Regions from separate parts of the Hordeum vulgare genome. Here region 2 is linked to region 1. A link is a contact called in public Hi-C data. All regions are on one chromosome and are shown on one strand. The core of a region is the stretch at or near the end of the contact, and the rest is flanking DNA. Distances in the headings are between cores, read along the strand shown.

Region 1 (7,177 bases), core at 2,293-4,792:
CCATTCCCTCCGCTTGGTTGATTCACGGTCGAGGTGCGCCAGCTCCTCCGGCGTGAGCTTCGACCACAGCTTCTTCGAGGGCACGGCGGAGGAAGGAGTGGGGGGCGTGCGAGGGTTTTGGGGGAGGAGAGAAAATATGGACACCTATGTTCCCGACGGACGGGCCAGGGGACAAGGGTGTGAATCCCGTCCAGCCGCGCGCGGTCCGTTTTGACGCAAACTTGGCCTAAATTTAAATCGAAAATGAGACAAAAACGGACAGAGAACAGACAAATGTCCACTTACTTCCGTGTGTTGGACCGGGCTTTGTGTTTGTTTATCCGCAAACGTACACGGCCGCGCCGCACCATTTGTGGTCGTGTTGGCCTAAAAACAGTTATCTGGTGTCGTTTTGGTTACCTTTCCTAGGATGTTGTTATGGCTGTTTCCGATCGAACATGGCGCGACAGAAACGGTAAACGGCACGGGATGCTGCACAACTCACGTGATACGAAAAGAGTGCAATGACTGTCATGCTAAAAGAATGCAGTAATTCACCCATGATTCAGGTGAAATTTCAGACTACACCACTTCACTAAATCACAATGCCAGCTCAGTTCAGACAGTGAGCAAAAAAGAAAACTGTTTCAGTAAACAAACAACAAATTCACAAAGCAGCCATTGCATGCATTTGTCCTTTTTCTTTAATATTAATATACATATACCGTACCTTACATTTTTTTTTCTCTTTTTAAATATACTACTGTACCTTACATCTCCCAGCCAGCTTGCTGGAAGCAGAACAAAATCGTCCAGCCCTGAAGCAAAATAAATGAATGTTCCCTACCTCAGCGGCCGCTCTCTACAACACATAACCAGGGACCGTTTTTCAGCCTCTGAAGACTCTTAAGCTTTTCGTGGTTTTAACAAGCGAAAAAACAAATGGAAAGGGAATTCACACTTCTAAATACAAACGCCCGAAGAACAGCAACGACGTCGTATGAAACGAGAGGATCGAAGCTCAGCCCATCGGCGTAGCGCATTGGTTGCCACGGCGTCGCCGGAGGCACTGCTCGTCAAGACATCCCCACCGCGTAGAGCGCTGCTTCAGGTTGGTAGTATCTTGTATCCGTTATCTTCGACGGTGGCCAGTACCGGAACACGGATCTCCCGAGTATGTTCCTCACGGGAAGAGGGCCCCTGAAACATCACAGGTCACAAAAGAAATCAGACCTGAATTTTATGTATCTGAAGCTTATATAGGATGATAACAGATCTTGGTTCGGAAGCATACCAGTTGTGGGAGTCCAAGCTGTTGTTACGGTTGTCTCCCAGCACAAACACATACCCTTCCGGTACAAGCTGCAAGAATAACAGCAGTGATTAGTTGGACGAAATCAGAAAGGCTGACATCTCTATAGGCATTGTCATGTCTGAACATACAAGGAGATACGCAACGCTCGGTGAGATATTCTATGCTACTAGCGGGGCGGGTACGTAACATAAGTGATAACTTTTATGCCAAATTCATTCTAAAATTTCAGGCTCTGTTTGCTTTGAGCACAAATCCAACATTTCCATGGAATCTGCTCAACCAAGGCTCCTTCTGTCATTGCATTGGCTTTTCATTTGGTATAACAGTTGGCTAGAAAGATCTCTTCTTTAGACATTAAGAGGAAAATATTATTTGCATTAGTAAACTAATTTTTTTACTAACTACAGATCCCACAATTCAACCGAGTTCAGCACAGCGATCGCAAACAAAGCCTGGATATTCAAAGATCATGTGATGTACAGCTACAACATACTTACAAAATATGTCGTGGTAGACACTAGAGACTAGAGACAGAAGATAACAATAACATACCAATGGTTCCATCTCATAGTTGTGTGCCTCCAGCACAAATTCTTCATCTTGAAGTACCCCGTTTACCAGTAACTTGCCATCACGCACCTATTGAAGAATCAAGGGAACAACTGTTAGTATAGCTCAAGGCCTCAAGCAAAAGAATCAAACTTTTTGTAGGACAACAATTAGTAACAAACGCAAAGAAACAAACACAAGGCACGACCATTGGTATAAAAGCTTACTTCGACGTAGTCCCCTCCCTTGGCCACAACCCTCTTGATGAACACATCACCTGAGTTGTAGCCCATATCCTGCCATAACATTGCATTCAAGTTAGCATCAATTTCACTATGAATCGTGTGAAAACTAAATTAGAGAGACCGGAAAACATCACACCTGAAGAGCTGGGGGAGCACGGAAGATCACAATGTCCAAGATTTCCGGTTCCCGGAACACATATGACACCTGTGGATAAAATTATCACAGCAAAGATCAGAAACCAGTAAGCAAAATACCAAATTAATCATCAGATCACAATTCTCCCTAAAATGTTTTACCTTCTCGGCGAGAATCCGATCACCGACATCGAAGGTGGGGTACATGGACTTGGAGGGAATAGACCTCGGCTCAGCGAGGGAGGAGCTGTAGAGCAGCGGCACGGTCACGGCGGCGAAGGCCGTCTTGGCGTCGTCGGAGCATGAGCTCACCCACTTGGACAGCCAGTTGCTCCTGCTCATCGCGGCACTGGCACCGATGTTTCGGGCAATTGCGCCGGAAGCAGAAGCAGAAGCTCCGGCGGCTGGAACAGCACCCAACGTCTTGTTGAAGGGACGGATCGAAGGCAGCGGCGGCGAGGGAGGAAGGGACGACGGCGCGGAAGACGAGGAGGGGGCAAGGTCGCTGCAGGGGAGCCACCTCGCGGTCTGCAAGAACGGGAGGAGGTGCGCCGGGTTGAACAGCCCGATCGAAATCGACGACGAGCCTGCCAGAGACGCGGCGCCGGAGATTCCAGCCGTCGACGACCCCGCCGTCGAACCCTGGGCGAGCAGCGACAGCAATCCCACGACGAGAGGCGGCGGCGGCGGCGGCTTGGACGAAGAGTAGGGCCTCGAAGGGAACAGGGAGTGGCTTCCGGCGGCGGCGGCGGCGAGGGCCTGGGGCTTGGGGTGGTTGTGGTCGTCGGCGGTGTCATGGCGGTCACCGGCGCTGGTCCGGAGGCGGTCGGGCTGGTGGCGAGAGGAGGTGAAGATGCAGAAGGGGCGCCACGACCCCTCCTGGAGGAAGCGGCACCCGGCGGAGGCGGAGGACCCGCAGCGGAGGCCGAGCGACGCGGCGAGGTTCTGCGCCACGTAGCCGGAGTAGGAGACGGTGATGCGAATCGCCATGGCGAGCAAGCAGAGGAGCCGTAGTGTTACCGAGAGGAGCTGGATGGGGCGGTCGGGGGAGAAGGAGCTACGGGAGGCGCAGTCGGCTACTGATTGCAGACCATGCCGTCGGTGTTCGACAGGCGGGGCGGCTGCGCGGGGGATGGCGAGGCGGCGTCGAGCCGGGGGAGAGCGCGGTGGGTCGGTAGGTGGCGGCTCGGGGGAGGTGAGGTGGGGTCAGTCGGAGGAGGCGGGGCTGGTTGCCGGCGAGTCGGCCTCGCCGGAGGGCGAGGTCAACGGCGGCGGTCAATGGGGTAGGCGGCGGTGTGGGTGTTGTGGGGGAGGGAAAGCGCGGGGCGGAGTGGCGGGTGCTGTTTATAGACGCGTGCGCGCTCACTGTTTGTTTGACAGTGAGGTGGCGATCCCAAGTGTTTTTGAGGTAATACTGGAAATGGCTTCAGCGTCCAAGTAAAAGTGTATTTGAAATGAGTTCAACGAACAGCAGAAAACAGTGAGAAATGAGCAAACTTATTACTACTTGAATCTCGTACCGAGCTTTGGGTTCTAAGTTGCAAGTAAGCAGTACATTTGCACCATGCAAAACCGGTAGAAGAAAATATTTGAATGTCTTTTTTTTTTTAAAGCAAAATATTTGAATGTCTTTGTGAAACAGGGAAATTGTAGAAGTCGTCGGTTATAAATGACACCGTAAAAAATGCCTCGATCGGCGCGTATTTTTGCGTGGTGGGACCGGCCCATCCAGTTTCAAGTTCTAGACTTGCATGGTTGCTCGTATTATCCTTGATCCATTCCAAGCATTCTGACGAAACTCATTCGGTGGGAGGTAACCCATATTTCCTTTGCCGAAAGCGCCATGACATTTCATTCTAGTTTAGCTTTGCATGTTCCTGCCGTCCTGCGTTTGAGGATTTGTTTTTTATTATTATTTTGAAACGTTTTAGGAATCTTGCAAACCATGGGGAAAAACGACGAAGCTCAACCGCCCGTCCGTCGCCGCTGCCATGGAAATGCGAAAACGAGTCGAAAAGTTTAACGAGGCCAAATTAGACCAGGCAGAGGCAGAGGCAGAGGCAGGTCGCGACTACTAAACGCCGCTGCAGCTTGTCTGTAGTGGCTCCGTTGGTGGTAACGTGAAGCAATGTTTTTTTTTTAAATGTGCATAGTGGCTCCGTCGCTTTATTACAGCACGTGATCGGTATAGCTCGGCTGCTTCTCGGCAACTTCCAGTGTCCCAGTGAGTGAGGCCAGGCGGCCAGTGATTGGTTGGACACGGTGGCAACCAGAATTGCTTTTGCTTCGACCGGATAACTGGATCGGGAAAACGGGGGGCAGCGCGTTCCCATGCATTCTCGAGGAGGCTGAAGAAGTAGTATGGCTTATGATGGTGGCACAAAAGTAGAACAAAAGCCGCGAGGAGTAGCGTTTGTTTGTTTGTTTGACATGCAACGAGGATTGATTCTCTCTACCTTAAAGACGCGAGGGTCAAACAAGCGCAACATGCGTCGGTTCAGCGGGCAGAGATTGGCGGTCATGGCAGTAAAGCAAAGCCGGTCAAATTCCACTAGTATGTCAACCATCATCAACGAATTAAGATGAGATGAGAGTAGGAAAACCGTGATCCACCAGCGAAAAGATTCCTTAATAACAAGGACATATATATATATATCCTGAGCCGCGGATGTCGGGGCAGTCGTAAGCGCTGACGATTGGCTTCCGCGCAGCGCAGGAGCAAGGGCGACCAGCCGTCGCGATCGCGATCAGATGACGAGCGCCGGTGCGGTGCCACAGCGATGCAACAACAAATTCAGCCGATCCTGCCTAACTAGGAGTAGAAAACAGTAGCTACTACTACTGCTGCTGCTAGACATGTTCGGCTGCAGTGAAATGTTCGACGCTCCAAAGGTGGATGAATCTTCCTTGCATTGGATGTAAAAAGAAAAATGGCTAGAACTTGCAGGGAAGGACACAGGAACGGACGCTTTCCGGTCACCGAGGGCTTCCTAGATTTGGCCAGCTCTGCGTGGCTGCAACGTGGCGAAGACAACCGTGCCCGTGTGTGATCTGCGGGGGAGGTGAGACGTGGACAGCGCCTGAAAACCACCCAGTTCGTATAAATGAAAAGAGGAGATGGATATACACATGCATCTGCTTGGGTTGAAAACTAGCTTGTCAACGTCAACCCTCCTCTCATTGTGTGCACAGAAGCGGGAACTTCACTCATCAGCACGCCCCAGTCAAAACGAGAAACAGAGCAAAAAATTAAAAAGGCAAGTCAGCGTGCAATCCCTTTCTTCCACCAGAAGCAGCCTTCGGACTAAGTTTTGGTGCCGTGCATTCATGCTTGACACCACACTCCGAGTGCCATATACTCCCTCCATACCTAAATATAAGTCTTTTAAGATATTTCACTAGGTGTCTACATACGAAGCAAAATGAATGAATCTATACCTAAAATATGTCTATATACATCCGTATGTAGTCCATTAGTGAAACTATTAAAGACTTATATTTAGGAACGGAGGGAGCATATGAGAGTAGTAATTAATGAGGGAGTATATGAGAGTAGTAATTAATCTCGACCTGGCATGCCCGTTCCCCAAAATGGGACAAGTCGCAACAACTTCATCCTAATAATACTCCCTCAGTCCCAAAATAAGTTTCGTGGTTTTGCTTCAAATTTGACTGGGACATATTGATCAAGTTGATCAATTTTCTCCTAACCCAACAGCCAATAGCCCAGCTAGAAAAGAAACCCCTCAAAGTTATGCTCTAATTATAAATAAGGTTCTGCAACGGCTTGAGATTACTCGAGGGCAATCACAAACTAGTTGTACTGTTAATACAAGTTTACAACCGTTGCCCCTAAAAATAGGAATGCTGAGCTCTGTTATCACTGAGGAGGTCCACAGCCGGAACGAAGCTAACAACAAGCCTTAGATAAATGAATCTGGTACCAAGCACTTGACAAGATATATAGCTCTCCTAGAATTGCCTGGAAAATTAATTACAAGTTTTTTGTTCTCAGTAGACAGGAGATACAAGAGGCGGCCCCGCCCGCATTTCACGGCCGATCAAGTTACGTCTAGCGCCGGCCTCGGGCCTTTGACCTCCCCTTCTGCACCACATGAAAATAACAAGGTGTGATGAGATTGACAATTTGACAACGTAAATTGCGTGTGAAAGGAGAGAAAAAAAAGGCCTGTGCTTGGCATTGTCCTGTTATTGTGAAATACTGCCAATGAAGAAAGGGTGCTGTCATAAGATGATGGGAATTTTACTCACAGATGTGCCGCCAAAGCTGGACCCTGAAGCTGTAGCCCCGCCTGTAGGTAGGTACACAAATGGAGTGTCATACAAGTCACAGAGATGAATCAAGGGAAAACATTGTTTAGTTCAAACTGAAAGTACGAATCTCAATATGGGCAGTAATGATACTAACAAATCAAATCAGAAAACATCGTAAAGTAAATAAAGCAGTGTATGTGCAGACATGCTAGCTTTGTCACTAGCTGAAATACTAATGCACAGACCATGTACACTGGCGCTGTCATCAACAAATTGCGCTAAGGTAACATTTAAATGACACGGTTAATTCCATCACAGCTACAATATGACATAAAGAAAGTAAAAGACTAAAAGGGACACACCAACACTGCTGGGAATCGTCATAGGGATTCAGCATTCAACTGAGAACATGTCACCTCAAATAACAAGATGGGATTAGCGGTTTTCCAGCATGTAACTGCGCACGACTTCTTAAGATCCCAACGGGTGCTGATACTAGTACAGTACAGCAAGATAGGATACATTCAGATGGAACCACATCTAAAAAATGGGAATCATCAAAGTAATGCAAATTTCTACACACTTAAACCATTCGGATCTGGGAGTCATCAAAGAAATACAGTACAGCAAAGCAATACAGTAAATTTCTAAACACTTAAAACCATTCGGCTCGGGGGGT
Region 2 (7,177 bases), core at 1,512-4,011, 260 kb after region 1:
TAGGGCGCAGCAACAACATGTTCCCAATGGATGCTAACGTGAAGGAGAGCCAAGAGCGGCGCGGAGATAAGAGCGGCCACGAAACATTCAGAATAATTGGGATTTCTGACATTATGGAATATAAGCATATGCATGCAACATAATGCAGCGGGATCATTGGTTGGTTGGTAGTATGATTGTCCTGATCCAGAAAATGGATGTGGATAGGATATAGCAACAGCACTTCCCCCCCCGGGCACACAGCAGCGCGAATCGTGACAGCCTAACATTTGCATGATTCTTTTCTTCCCCCTGCATTCATGTTTCTGGTGGGAAAATCTGGGGCAGCAACGGGGACCCAAAGGCTATGAATCGCTGCTGGTTTTGAATCAACACGGTGGGGCTCAGATGCGGGGAATGGATAGACAGCAAATGGTACTGGAAATATAATACTGCTACTAACTATCATAGTAGGGGCCAACATTATCAAAGCTAATAACAAGTTGCAGGACCGGAGGAAATTATTCACAATCCCCCATGTGCATCTCCTCCTTGTACTACTACCGTTGCAAAATGGGGAATCACTGCACATGGTGTCCAACCCCAGGCACAGTCAAGATTCAGATCGGTGCGATGAAAATGTTGCAGGTGCAAGCACATTCGTGGTATGTGCAAGTGCAATGCACACAGAGGAACTTGCTCTACTTAGGATATGCAGCAAGTGGCATGAACTAGGAAGGGAAAGACTCATCAGCTGGAAATGATCAATCAGCTCTTCCATTGATACACTTGGATCTATGTACAATTTACAGCTTGCTGGAAGGGGGGAAAGAAAGGGACCACCGATCGATCGCGATCGCGATCGTCGCAGAATCTGAGCTGTTTTTGAAATGCAAAACTTGTCAGCTCCGCTCCTCCTCGGAGGCTCCCTCTTTGTTGCTGATCCGATCAGATCTCTCTCTGACTCGGAGCAAGCGGTTGTGCCGCCCCGGTCGTCTTCGTCGTCGTCGTCGTCTGAAACTCTCACCGATTAGTGTTATTGTCCTCCACTACCCTAATGTACAGTTAGAAGAAAGGGGCATGTTTTCTTCAACACACACGCTCTTCACACATAGGTATCGCAGAATTTCCCGTCCATCCTGTTCTGGACTGCCTTGATCGCCGCCACCCTGGCCGCCGTGGCTGCCCTGTTCGCGGCCATGACCACCTTGTGCACCTGCTCATCGACTCTCGGCAGGTGGAAGGCGTTCTCCGCGGCCCGTTGTGCAGCCTGATCATACAATGGAACCATTAGAATTCCACAAGGATTTGCAGAGGTAAAGACTCCTAGGGGGCGATTTTATGTGTAAGCAAATCGGTTTAATACCTGCACGGCACGCTCAACGGAAGGATCGGTGGGAGGCAGGGGGCTCTTGAGAGTCCCAAAGTCCCACTCCCCCGATCGCTTGTCGCCATTCCGAAAGGTGTACATTCCGAATCCCTGCTTCTTGCCTTCATGCCAGGAGCCTTCGTAGCAATGGCCATTGGCAAAGCGGTAGACCCCAAACCCATGGATCTTGTCCCCAAAGTACTCCCCGGCGAAGCGATCGCCATTTCTGAAACAAATTGCAACAGAACGTCAGAAATTACTAGGAATTTCTCACCGATGTTGCTTGAACTATTACTGTGATGATGAAGATGAAGATATATAATAAGGTGGTTGGGGTTAGTATTAATGAAGCAATCGAACAGTTGCTGAGATATGGAAACAGTGGCGTGACCAAATCAAAGCAGGGAATTTGGCAATATGCTCACCGGAAATGGTAGCTGCCAAGGCCGTGCTTGACGCCGCACTTGAACTCCCCTACATAGGAGCTCCCGTCCGAGCAGGTCTGCGCGCCGATGCCGTGGCTCTGGCCGCCGGCCCACTCGCCCGCGTAGCAGTCGCCGCTGTAGAATCGGTACACCCCGTGGCCGTGGCGGAGGCCCTGGCGGTACTGGCCGCGGTAGCGGCTGCCGCGCGCCCAGCTCTCGATGCCGTAGCCGTCGTACTTGCCGTCAACCCAGTCGCCCTCGTACTTGCCCTTGCCGAAGAAGTTGTAGACGCCGCTGCCGTTGCAGCGGCCCTTGTGGAACTCACCCTCGTAGCAGTCCCCATTGCTGTAGAACTCGACGCCCTCCCGCACGACGCGGCCGTGCGCGGCGGCGGCCTTGCCCCTGGTGTCCCGGGCGTGGTGCGGCTTGTCGTCGTCGTCGCCGATGAACCACTGCACGGAGCCTGTCTGCGGGGAGCGGCGCATCCGCAGGCGGCCGCGGAGGAGGCGCGCGGCTGCGGCGGCGGCGGCGAGCGCGGCGGTGGCGGCGGCGGCGAGGAGGAGGAGGTGGAGGTCGTCGCGGAGGAGGAGCAGCAGGAGGAGCAGGGCGAGCGGGAGCGCGAGGACGAGGGCCGGGTGGGCCGGGCCGGCGTGCGGGTGCGGGGCCTTGCGCTGCGCCGCGGCCTGCGACTTCTTGTCGTCGGGCTCCGGGTCCTCCACCAGCACCGCCTGGAAGGAGGAGCAGTTGCGCACAGTCGGGGAGCGCAGCAGCGAGGAGGGCGTCCGCGTGAGCTTGCCGGCGCCGGCGCACGCGCCGCCCCCGTTGTGGCCGTCCATTGCTCGCCGCCGCCGCTCCCCGCCGCCGTCGCGCTCCTCAATTTCTGACGGATCTTGCCGGCCGCCGGCGTGAGAGCCCCCGGGGCCGCGAACGCAGATCGGGACGGGAGCAGAGAGGGGAGCAGAGGTGGGAGTGGGTGGAGCGGAGAGAAGAGAGGAGGGGAGGGCGGGCTGAGGGGTCTCTTATAACTACCGGGGGGAGGTGACCAGCTCGGGCGCCGACCTAAGACCCGGAAGCGGCTTAGCGGATCCTGCTCCTGCCCCCATGCCGCGGCGGCCCGGCCCGGTATGGAGGCGGTGCGCTGGGGACGCTGCCATGTGGGGCGCTCGGGATGGGTCAGTGGGTCGTTGACGGATCCCACGGGATGGCGACCCGGGTGTTTCGCGGGGGTGTTTGATTGGTCCCTGCGCGCGGAGGGCTGGCCGGGACCGGACCCGGACCCGACCCGACCCGACCCGACCGGGAGCGCTTTGTGTGTGAGCGTGGGGCCCGCGGGTTTCGGATCTGAATCCCTGCTAGGAGAGGAGAGGAGAGGGGTAGGGTAGGGCGCGGCGCGGTGCGGTGCGGTGAGGCGAGTGCGTCCAAGGGGCTTGGCATGTGCGGCGGAGCGAGGGGCGCTTTCGGTTGGAGGGAGGGACAGTGGTGGAGGCGGCGACGGGGCCGAAAAACGAACTGGACTGGCGCGCGCGGGGGGATGGAGACGGCCGTGGCCGTGGCCGTGTGCGGCACGGCTTGGAAACGGCTGGGGGCTCCTCCTGGCTGGCACCGCGTGCATTGGCGCATTGCCTTTTTTGACCGCTGGACTTTTGGGTTAATATAAACTGTCGTGTCCTGATGCTTTCTCGCTGTCTTTTGAGAGCACGCCTTTTCTCTGTTGTAGTAGTATATGGAAGTGAAACGGGTGGGTTTTTGGGGTAATGTATATTGCGCTCGCGGAGTACAGATGGATGGGAAGAAAATGCTAGTGCTGGTACAGTAGTAAAGAGCGCTCCGCAACTTTCACTCTACTACTACTTTTCTTCTACTACCATACTTATCGTGCCAATAATATAATATAATATAATTACCAAAGCAGAACATATAGCTCCGACAAATTGAGGCTTGGATGTGCTTTCCACTCTTTTTGTAGAAAAGACGCGGGCCGAGCCCGACAAGAGTTTAAACCTGGCCCGGTTATGAATTAACATAGCTTCACAAGAAGAAGAAAATTTGGGCTCTTAGTTTTATGTGATCTCGTCAATCGTAAGATAAGAAATGTACAAATGAGGAATTGAAGATTTGAAGAAACTAAAAACGACGAGTTTTGAGTATATATATTTGGCAAAATTGTGCTCTCGCTCTCATCAATCATGAGGGGCACAGAAAACACATTTATGTTGATCTAAACATGCAACCATGGCAACACCATTTGCTACAAATCAGGTTATAGGGATCTCGCACTTGTTTTCTCCTCCTCACGAGGTGACTCACATGCAACTAGATATTCCCCTCGTCTAATCATAATTTTCTCCGGGTTGTGGTCATAAATGAAGAACATGTACACTCTGATCATCGTCCTCTTATCCTACACACAGAATATTATGATGGGAATATGTTTAATCGCCCAAGGAGCCGAGCGAAACAATTTGAAGGTCAATGGCTCAAACAAGAAATAGTTGTGGTTATTGTACGTACATCGTGGAACAAAGCAAATATGTTGGGTATTGGGCCGTCTATTGCTAATCGTACTTGGGCGGTGCATGTGGATTTGAATACTTGGGATCATGATATTTTGGAGGGACCAGAAAGAAGAATTAATAAGCTCAAATAAGATTTGAAAATATTGTGAAGGGGTGAATGCGGATTCTCAAGTGTGACAAAAGGAAATTCTTGTTCTCACTGAAAATCTTTTGGAGCAACAAGAGATCTACTCCTTACAACGTGGTTGTGCACGCTAGTTGTTGCATGGTGACCGCAATACCTCTTTTTCATAATGTGGCAACGACTAGAACAAAAAGAAGTGAGATTACAAAATTGCTTGATGACAATGGTGTTTGGGTGCAGGATAAAGAGACAAAGAACCCAAAGATTCTATCTCTTGTCCAAAGGAAAGTAATCGATGAAATGAATAATACTCTTCTCGCTCCCTATACGACATAGGAGGTTAGAAGGGTTCTATTTGATATTTGTGATTTAAAAACACCGTGTTCAGATGGTATCCACACTATTTTTACAAAAGGTTTTGGTCTATGTTGGGAAATGACTTGATCGAAGAGGTACTACATGCGGTTACTTGTTCTATACATGATGGGTGGAATAATATTGCAATTGTAATGATCACAAAGGTTAATTTCCCCGAAAAGGTAACTCGGTTTAGACCAATCAGTTTATGCCATGTGGTGTATAAGGTTATCTCAAAAATGATTGATGCTCGTTTGAAGATAATCCTATCAGATATTATCAACCCGACTGAGAGAGGCGTTTGTGTTTGGAAGAATGATTACAGACAATATTTTAGCGGCAAATGAGTGCTACCATAAAATAAAGAAAAAAAAGACTGGTAAAGAGAGCATGTGGGCTATCATACTGGGCGTGCACAAAGCATATGACCGAGTGGAGTGGTCTTTTTTGAAGGAAAATATGTTGGAACCGAGTTTTCAAGAGAACTGGGTGGATTTAATTATCTAATGTGACTCTCTATGGAATATCGGGTCGTTTTAATATTGAAGAAACTGAATGTTTTAAACATATGAGAAGATTGAGGGCAAGGAGATCCTCTCTCTCCATACTTATTCTTGTTAAGTACGGAGGGACCGACTGCTCTCTTAGCTAATGCGGAGGAGAATGAAAATATTTCTGGAATAAAGGTTAATAGAGATGCTCCATCAATTTCAAATCTTCTATTTGCTAATGACTCTTTGATCTTGTGCAAGCCAATGCTAGAATGCAGAGGCACTCAAATTAGTCATGGATTCTTAATGTGTCACCTCGGGTCAAATGGTGAGCGTTGAAAAGTCCAACAAATTTTTAGTCTCAATACAAAAGCGGAAAATAAAGCACAAATTTGTACGATTCTAAATATTATGACTGAAGCTCTCAATGAAAAACATTTGGGGTTGCTTGCAAATGTGGGTATGGAAAAAAGTGATTGCTTTCAATTCTTGACTAATCAAATTATTATGAAAATGAGTGCATGGAAATAAAAATGTTGCCTGCTAGAGGGAAGGAATTTTTTGCTCAAATATGTGGTACAAGTTATCCCAACTTATGCCATGTCCGTCTTTTAAAATTCTTATGAAAAAATGCAAATGAATCATTGATGCGAACACAATCAGAAGAGAATGCATTGGATGTCATGGTGGAAGATGTGTGTCCCAAAATACCAAAGATGTATGGGCTTCCGAGATATACACTATTTCAATCTGTCTTTGTTAGTCGAAAGACCAAGGAGTTTGTAAGGGCAAGGAAATCGCGTGCTTAGTGAAGATCTACCCTGAGTGAGGCTAGTCCTTCATCGATGTAAGCCATGATAGCATAGACAAGGTTGCTTCTTCGGGGGGCCTTCTTGGGTGGAGCCCTTTGTGGACTCACGCAACCTTTACCCTATGTGTGTTGAAGTCTCCACCAATGTGGATGTACGATAGCACCACCTATCGAAACGACGAGAAAAATCATTGTGGCTTCTTTGCATTTGATTATTTCCAAAGCCTTCCTCCATTTTCATGTGCAAAGTCTTTAATTTTCGCTGCCACAATATTAAACTTGCATGTGTATGGTGCTATTAGACTTGATAGAATTGTTAAAATATGTCAAGAAGTAAAATTGGGAAAAGTCTAGCTTTTTATTAGTCAAGTAGTCTAATACCACCCCCCTTTAGACCTACTTGTGATCCTACGAGTGGTATGAGAGATTTGGTCTCCATTGGTTTGATTTGAATGCCAAGGAGAGTATGGCGTCTATTGAGGGAAATTATCACCGTGGAGCTCCATACTTTGATGATACTAATTTTGCTAGTTGGAAGTATAATATGAAAATGCATATTCTTGGTCATAATCCTCCCGTTTGGGTTGTTGTTCGTGTTGGTGCACAAGGTGACTATTTTCAAGATGGAAAATAACCATATCATGAAACTGTCGCGGAAGAGTTGAAGATGTTGCAGTATAATGCTCAAGCATGTGACATGCTCTTCAACTCTTTGTGCCCCGAAGGGCTCAACAAGATTAGCCGCCTTGATTATGCAAAGAATATTTGGGATACTTTGGTTGATATGCATGAAGGTACCGAGTCCGTCAAGAAACCCAATTTGGATGTGCTCCAAAGGGAACTTGACAAGTACAATATGAATGATGGTGAAGGAGTCGCGAAAATGTACTCTAGACTAGCTCTTGATACGTTTGCAACATATCGATAATTTATGAAGTATGCATGCCATATTCACCTACGTTTACAATACTTTTATATATTTTTGATGCACTTTATATGATTTATTTAGAACTAACTCGGACTAACGTTGTTTTCAGCAGAATTACTGTGGTGTTGTTTTTTGTGCGGAAAATAAAAGTTATCGGAATCGCCCGAAACATTTTTA

Evidence for each region. Hi-C and Micro-C count contacts between places; a contact is called where the count stands out from the background.
Region 2: a Hi-C map of seedling shows a contact between it and region 1, with 7 times the contacts expected there. The contact joins the promoter of LOC123395341 here to the promoter of LOC123398564 in region 1. A contact is called at or near these places in 2 of 6 Hi-C or Micro-C datasets (leaf and seedling).

The regions. Positions count from the first base shown.
Region 1 is chr5H:457,710,918-457,718,094 of MorexV3_pseudomolecules_assembly, forward strand. It overlaps LOC123398564 (thylakoidal processing peptidase 1, chloroplastic-like), which reads right to left and starts at 3,543. Exons shown (of 6, transcript XM_045093024.1): 1 at 2,386-3,543; 2 at 2,225-2,293; 3 at 2,071-2,139; 4 at 1,847-1,933; 5 at 1,274-1,341; 6 at 646-1,179. The coding sequence starts at 3,213. The coding sequence ends at 1,056. It overlaps LOC123398565 (nuclear pore complex protein NUP58-like), which reads right to left. Exons shown (of 6, transcript XM_045093025.1): 5 at 6,496-6,536; 6 at 5,963-6,328. The coding sequence ends at 6,296.
Region 2 is chr5H:457,969,147-457,976,323 of MorexV3_pseudomolecules_assembly, forward strand. LOC123395341 (junctophilin-4-like) reads right to left here and starts at 2,762. Exons shown (of 3, transcript XM_045090335.1): 1 at 1,774-2,762; 2 at 1,346-1,574; 3 at 735-1,249. The coding sequence starts at 2,609. The coding sequence ends at 1,085.